Regions from separate parts of the Bicyclus anynana genome. Here region 1 is linked to region 2. Evidence: chromatin contacts called from public Hi-C data. All regions are on one chromosome and are shown on one strand. Each heading gives the region's core, a stretch centred on a gene start, on an enhancer-like site or on the middle of the called end of the contact. The rest is flanking DNA. Distances are from core to core; before and after follow the strand shown. Region 1 overlaps LOC112048396 (bicaudal D-related protein homolog). Region 2 holds the start of LOC112048396 (bicaudal D-related protein homolog).

Region 1 (3,674 bases), core at 1,128-3,627, 41 kb after region 2:
TTTTCTAGTAAAAAGCGGATATATCTCCAAATATACCGCAATAATGTTATTTCATTACGTATTAATTTTTATTACGTTTGTTAAATGTTAAAATTTAAATAGGTGTAAGTTAGCCTTAGTTAGTACTTAATTCTAGTGTTATGTTAACTGTATGTTATTTGTATATAACATGCTTGTGAATAATATTTCTATATAATAAAGAATTTTGAAAAACAAAAACAACAAAAAACAACTACCTACAGTTCTATCAGTGTCGAATAGAAATTTGTTCTGTTCGACGTCGAGACACCTATGGCCGTGGGGCAGGAACGTCCAGACTCTCCACAATGAGATCAGCAAACTTCAGGGAGGTACCTAACAGGAGGCCCTTGGGCAGGCAACTTTCTCGCTCAAGAATTTCAACTGAAGTTCAACACGCGATCATACTAAAATACAGTTGTATCGGCGTCCAATATAAATTTGTCCCGTTTGGCGTCGAGACACCTAGGGCCGCGGGGCAGGAACGTCCAGACTCTCCACAAAGAGATCAGCAAACCTCAGGGAAGTAACAGGAAACCTTCGGACAGGTAGTTTTCTGACGCATTTTAACTGAAATTGAACACGCGATTATACTAAAATACAGTTGTATCGGCGTCCAATATGAATTTGTCCTGTTTGGCGTCGAGACACCTAGCACCGTGGGGCAGGAACGTCCAGACTCCACAAGATCAGCAAACCTCAGGCAGGTAAGTATTCATTTACAGTACGGCTGCAGTCGACAGATGGCGACGTCTCGGCGGCAGTCGACGGCAGTCGCCGACTGCAGTCAACGGCAGTCGTCGGTAGCAGTTGCTGCTTGTGTAAATGAACCCTAACTGGAGATTCTCAGGCAGCTTTCTGACGCATTTAAACTGAAATTCAACGGTTGAATGCTGAATGCGTGAGCAGGCTACCTAGGGCTTCATGTTTAGGTTAACTATTTATACTTTATTTATAGTCTTTTTAAGTATTCATTTATTAAATTTAGCGTTTTCAAAGGCTAGCAGTCTAACTGTAGTCAATATGTAGTAAGAGCTATGCGTAATTTCCCTTAGCCTTTATAAAATATCATAGTCGTTATACAGGTATGTGTTCGATAGTAAATGAATTGACATTTAGTACTGATACTGTGGAGCAACTAGCACCGGACTAAACGCTGCTTTAATTAGCGCCTTTGCTGGAAACTTGTTAAGGAATGCTAAACACTGGATTAATTATGTGTACGCTTAATTTGATCTTATAATCGACTTCAATACGAGTTTTCTTTGTGTAAAACTAGTATGAATATTTTTTTTTGCATTTAAAAAATTGATTTCAATTCAAGTGGCTTGGTACTAAACCTACAAGATTAGTGAGAATGGCCCGACAACGTGCACTGTAGCAGTGTAATACTCTCCATATCCCCTCTCTTATGAGGCGTTTTTATTTTTTAATAAAAATACAATTAATTATAAAAATGATTATTTATTGATAAAATTCTCATTGATAAATTTCTCTGATAAGTTTATGAGTATATTTTAATGTTTTTTTTTAGAAGGTTAGCATTATCGCTAAACCAGATGGAAGGCAGTAAGCATGTCTAATAGGCAAGCAATTCGGTTTTATTTAATAGATAATGCATCAAGAGATATAAAAGCACATAGGAGATATAATATATCTAGAGATACAATAAACTATGGATGTATAAATATGTCAATATCACTACCATCTTTTGACTAGCTAAGACCGCGCGGTTTCACCCGCGTGGTTCCCGTTCCCGTAGGAATACGGAGATAATATATAGCCTATAGCCTTCCTCGCTAGAAGGGCTATCTAACACTGAATGAATTTTTCAAATCGGACCAGTAGTTCCTGAGATTAGCGCGTTCTATCAAACAAACAAACTCTTCAGCTTTGTAATATTAGTATAGACGAAATACATAATTGGCTTAAGTCCTAAAACCCTCATAAAAATGACGTATAAGTCACAGTAGTACTACATTCTACTTTCATTCAGTTTCCAATAAGAACAGCGAAGATGTTGAATGCCCTTCCGGCTTCTGTATTTCCTAACACTTATGATTTGTGCACCTTCAAGACAAGAGTGAATAGGCATTTTCTAGGCAAGCGCGCTCCATCCTAGACCTCATCATTGCTTTCCACCAGGCATGATTGTAGTAAAGCGTAAGTCTATTATGAATAAAAAAAAAAACATAAAGTCAAATGATGAAGTATACCGTAGAGACCCGTTTTAAATACTCGTAATTTGACCAGTTTTTAGTTGTTTATCGATGCAGTCCGCCAGTTGTTATATAGAGTGCAAGCAATACCTGTCGGTTTGCCTGTTTTTTGTGGTCCCTGCTCGTAATGGAATGATGCAAGTTCAATTCCGATCAGGTTTCAGACTAAAAACTAGACTGAACTGTAATTCTGTATTCATCGTTAAGGGCCAGCCAGCGTTTGGACCAAAATAAATGAGGCGTAGCTTTTAAATCTTATATATTACTAGCTGCCGCCGCGCAGTTTTACCCGCGTGGTTCCCGTTCCCGTAAGAATATGGGGATAATATATAGCCTATAGCCTTCCTCGATAAATGGGCTATCTAACAGTGAAAGAATTTTTCAAATCGGACCAGTGTCTTTCCTGAGATTAGCGCGATCAATCAAACAAACAAACAAACTCTTCAGCTTTATTATATTAGTATAGATTCTTCTATGTATATAAAATACATATATAGACTGCCAAAATCATTTACCTTTATTACCTTTCCTTTTGCCTTCGCCGTAGTCGGGTAAAAAAAGAGTTGCTGTTTTCCATGATCACGCCATAACGTGAGAACGACTTAGCTTTATTATTTTTAGGGTTCCGGACGTACGTAGTACAAAAACGGAACCCTTATAATATCACTCGCGCACATGTTTTAAATGTACGTTACTAATATTATGTTTATAGGGTTCTTACTTGCATAGACAATTAGAAATTAGGAATAACTTTGCGAGCTTACACCAATTAAATTACCTTTTTTGAGCTGCAAGCACAAAATTACAGACAAATAATATTATAACTTTATTGTCTTAATAAAATAGTTATACTTGGGTACTGTTTATTATTAGACTATGAAAATATAAGACTGTTACTGTATAATTTTTTTATGTTTAAAGTAACTAAAACTGCATGTATACAATGTTTTCTTGTATCTAAAATATAAGTGAGCAATATTTTCGCAAAAAGTTTTACTTTTAAGGCGGGCCCTTAAGAAATTATCATATTTTGGACAAAAAATATGGATTAAATTTACATCCAACAGTGCATGAAGCATCAGTTCTCATGAAAATGTCAAGCTCAAGTTCTCAATTCAGTAGTACCTACCTACTTATATATGTTATATTTTTGACGACCTCCGTGGCGCAGTGGTATGCGCGGTGGATTTACAAGACGGAGGTCCTGGGTTCGATCCCTGGCTGGGCCGATTGAGATTTTCTTCATTGGTCCAGGTCTGGCTGGTGGGAGGCTTCGGCCGTGGCTAGTTACTACCCTACCGGCAAAGACGTACCGCCAAGCGATTTAGCGTTCCGATACGATGTCGTGTAGAAACCGAAAAGGGGTGTGGAGTTTCATCCTCCTCCTAACAAGTTAGCCTGCTTCCATCTTAGACTGCATCATCACTTACCATCAGG
Region 2 (3,302 bases), core at 435-2,934:
AAGAATAATCGAATGTCTGCAAATATACTCGAGTGGAGTCTCAAATGAAAGCGCACTGAAAGAGAATATTGATCGTGATCATTAATGATTTCATGACCTTCCTATTCCCTATATAATTTCAAAAATACGTTCTAGACACTCCTATTGATAATAATGTTGAGTCCTTAGTTGAGTTCAGAGACCTCTGATGGGAATATTACGGAAAAAACAAATAGGTAGTAGATAAGTGCAAGTGGCAACCACTGAAACAATATTGTTATGAAAAACAAAATTGCAGTGCAATCTGGCAATCTAAGTGAGTAAACTATAACCACTAATTTGAATTATACGTAAGCTTTTAGGACCATCAATCATAACTAGCGTTGGCGTTGGTCAATCGTGTAGGAGAGACATAACGTTTGAATGCGATAATATTGAAAACAAACAGCTTCTACGCCGTTGTTTTAAGGTTCATATTGCAATGGTACTCCGAATTTCGTGGCCAAGCAATATATATACAATTGATAGATCAATAAAATAACTAAGCGACGTATGTTTATTACTTTGTGTAAACCTAAAAAAATAATTATGTGCACTGTACAAAGGTAAATCGATTTAGCTTCTCCTTCTAGCGGCATTATTTAGGCCTTTAGATCTTATTTTTTTTAACTTTAGACCTTAGACCTAACTTTAGACCGTATTTTTTATTGTCTAATTAAAGACGTTTCGTAATAGTTACGTACCTACCTAGTAAAATTAAAATTGTTTATTGCACTTTTAAGAAAATGTTTTTGTTAACTTTGCTAAATAGAACGCAAAAAGAACGAAAATCTCGGAAAAAATATTGCGAAATTAATAATTACCATCAAGCCTTTGTTTTCAATGACGATTAAAATAAAGTCAAGGTTCGTTTTTGCTTCAGATTATTTTAATATATTTTTATAGTATTGGTATGAGATCACTTCCTATAAAACCCAATAAAAATAAAAATCTTGCACCAATATGGACTGACCGGCCACTCTCTTTATTACCTTGATGTTATCTCTGTCTCTGTCCAACGTGAAAGATTATAGCTTACCTTTATTTGCCGTTTCACTTTAACACACGTGTTGTTTTGCCAAAGATTATGTATTGTATTCGTGTGCATTAATGCCTACGAAGAATTAGTTTTCACTACTAGCCATTTTTGTTTTGGTTTCTTTTGTATATAAACAATTTGAAACTTTTAATAATATTTCTAATCGTAGGATTGCTGTCTAGTAAAGAAAATTTTGTTAATAAGATTAAAAATCAAACTAGATTATTAAACCAAACTAGATTAAAAATAAAACTTTTTCAGCAGCTTTTACTTATTATTACTTATACTAGAGAGAAAATGTGTAACTTAAGCGCAATTTGTTAATTATAATTACACATTGTTAATGACTTAAGGTAAGTCATTAAAGAAATATAAAATTCATTTTTGTAATTCATAATTATATACGTAAGACGTTTACTTTAAATCTAATTTATCAATGCTTTATAGCTAATTTTAGGTATGCCTTGATATTACTGTCACTCAACATAATATTGTTCCTTTCGTTGGTAACCTTAATGTCTTCGGCTAACATTGTAATAGATAAATAAACTATAAGTTATACCTGTTGCACCTTTCGTCTGAATAATCTTTGACGCATTAGGCTCGATCCGCCTCGGAGGCTTTGCACCGCTTTGTTGTGTCCGAACCGTCGTCGAGGCAACATCAGTGCTTCGCCCGCGTGTGTGCCGACATAACAATATCGTGTTTCGTGCTTGTGCAGTGCCAGTGACACGGAAATGTTACGCTTGTGATCTCATAAAAATATTATAATGGCATTAAAAAAGGATTTCGAAATTCCAGTGAACGTATTCAAACAGATCAAGCTGCCCAAGCCCGTGAAACTACAGCAGGCATTCGAGAAGCTGTTCAAAAAGAACAACTACACGAAAATTGTTCAGAGTTAATTTACTTTGTTCGTTGTTATAGTTGAAATTAAATGGCTGGTGAATTTAGTGCAAATATTAGTAGAAGTAGTAGAAAAAGTCTAGATTACACTGATAAAGAGCCGCCGGATCGATCGCCTAACTTTATAACTGAGCAAACTGAATTTGTTGGTAACGGTAGTACTAACGCAATAAAACATCGAAGGAACAGAAGTAGAAGTGGTAACAGGAAACCGCCAGCGCTTCTGAGTTTGTCGGACGAGAATTTTTACGAGGATTTAGAAGATTACGTTAAAATGGCTGTTACAAGAGATGCTGTGAGGAACGGAAGTTCTGACGACGTGTGGACACAACTCCAACAGAAGGAATCTGATTTGCTGCTGGCAGCAGAACTGGGAAAAGCTTTGTTGGAGAAAAACGAGGAGTTGAAGAAAGAACAAGAGCGTACAGCGGAAGAATACTCCAAAAAACTAGAGGTGAGTTTTTAAATCTAGATCCAAATAATGCAGCATTCGCTGAGCTATTGTTTTACTTTGTTATGAAAACTTCTAATACAATATGTATACAATGAAATATTTCGGCGATATTGAGAACGTGAAACAATACTTTCTGATTTCTAAATTTGAATAGAAGATTAATATTGTTTAAGTACCATTATAAACAGTAAGGTTGGATTATAAATTACTGCTTATGAATGCACGTCAATCTCCGGAAAGAAATTATGTTCCTTGCTTGGATGGACCCTGTGTCGAATGTTCTTAGAAAGGTGGAAAGGACATTGGTCAACTAAGGTCATTGGTAGGTTAGCTGATTGGTATTTTAAACTAGATTCGATTATATTAAAATAAGATATTGCGGGCACATTAAATGGTTTCTAGAATTTTTAGCTAATTGCACCTTCTCACCCCTTACAATAAGCAACAAGTCTACATTATTGGAATTGACAATCGTTTAGCAACTTTTCAGAAGGATTCCTTAGTTCGTGGAAGTTCTAATATGCGGTGTCATAGGTATTTAGAGTTAACAGTTTATAACTAGTCATTTGTTTTTATTAGATGTATTTTCGTCAACTGCTACTATTTTAGTTTCAACCTTTCACTTTCCATTAATAGCTTTACAAATTAGTACTTAACGGATATTTTAGATTGTTACCTATATCATACAACTATTGTTAAAACCTATTACTTCTTTGAGTATTTACCAATATTCAATTCTTATAAACATACTTGGTGATTCAATTATAATTATCACCTATAGCATGTAAATCTTGCTAGATTACATTTAAATACAAATCAATACTGTGTACAATAGTTTCAAGTATTGTTTGACTACCTGTTTACTTTACTTCCGCAATTGAGGTT

The links. Hi-C and Micro-C count contacts between places; a contact is called where the count stands out from the background.
Region 1: a contact with region 2 is called in a Hi-C map of whole larva, with 2.2 times the contacts expected there. The contact joins the enhancer-like site here to the promoter of LOC112048396 in region 2. A contact is called at or near these places in 2 of 2 Hi-C or Micro-C datasets (whole body and whole larva).

The regions. Positions count from the first base shown.
Region 1 is chr8:11,180,729-11,184,402 of ilBicAnyn1.1, forward strand. The region is part of intron 1 of LOC112048396 (bicaudal D-related protein homolog); the gene reads left to right. Among protein-coding and RNA genes, the nearest start is that of LOC112048396, 40 kb to the left of the region's middle. Within about 2 kb of position 2,378, at least 5 of the 8 cell types and tissues checked have open chromatin away from gene starts, as enhancers often do.
Region 2 is chr8:11,140,681-11,143,982 of ilBicAnyn1.1, forward strand. It overlaps LOC112048396 (bicaudal D-related protein homolog), which reads left to right and starts at 1,685. Exons shown (of 9, transcript XM_024085911.2): 1 at 1,685-2,417. The coding sequence starts at 1,995.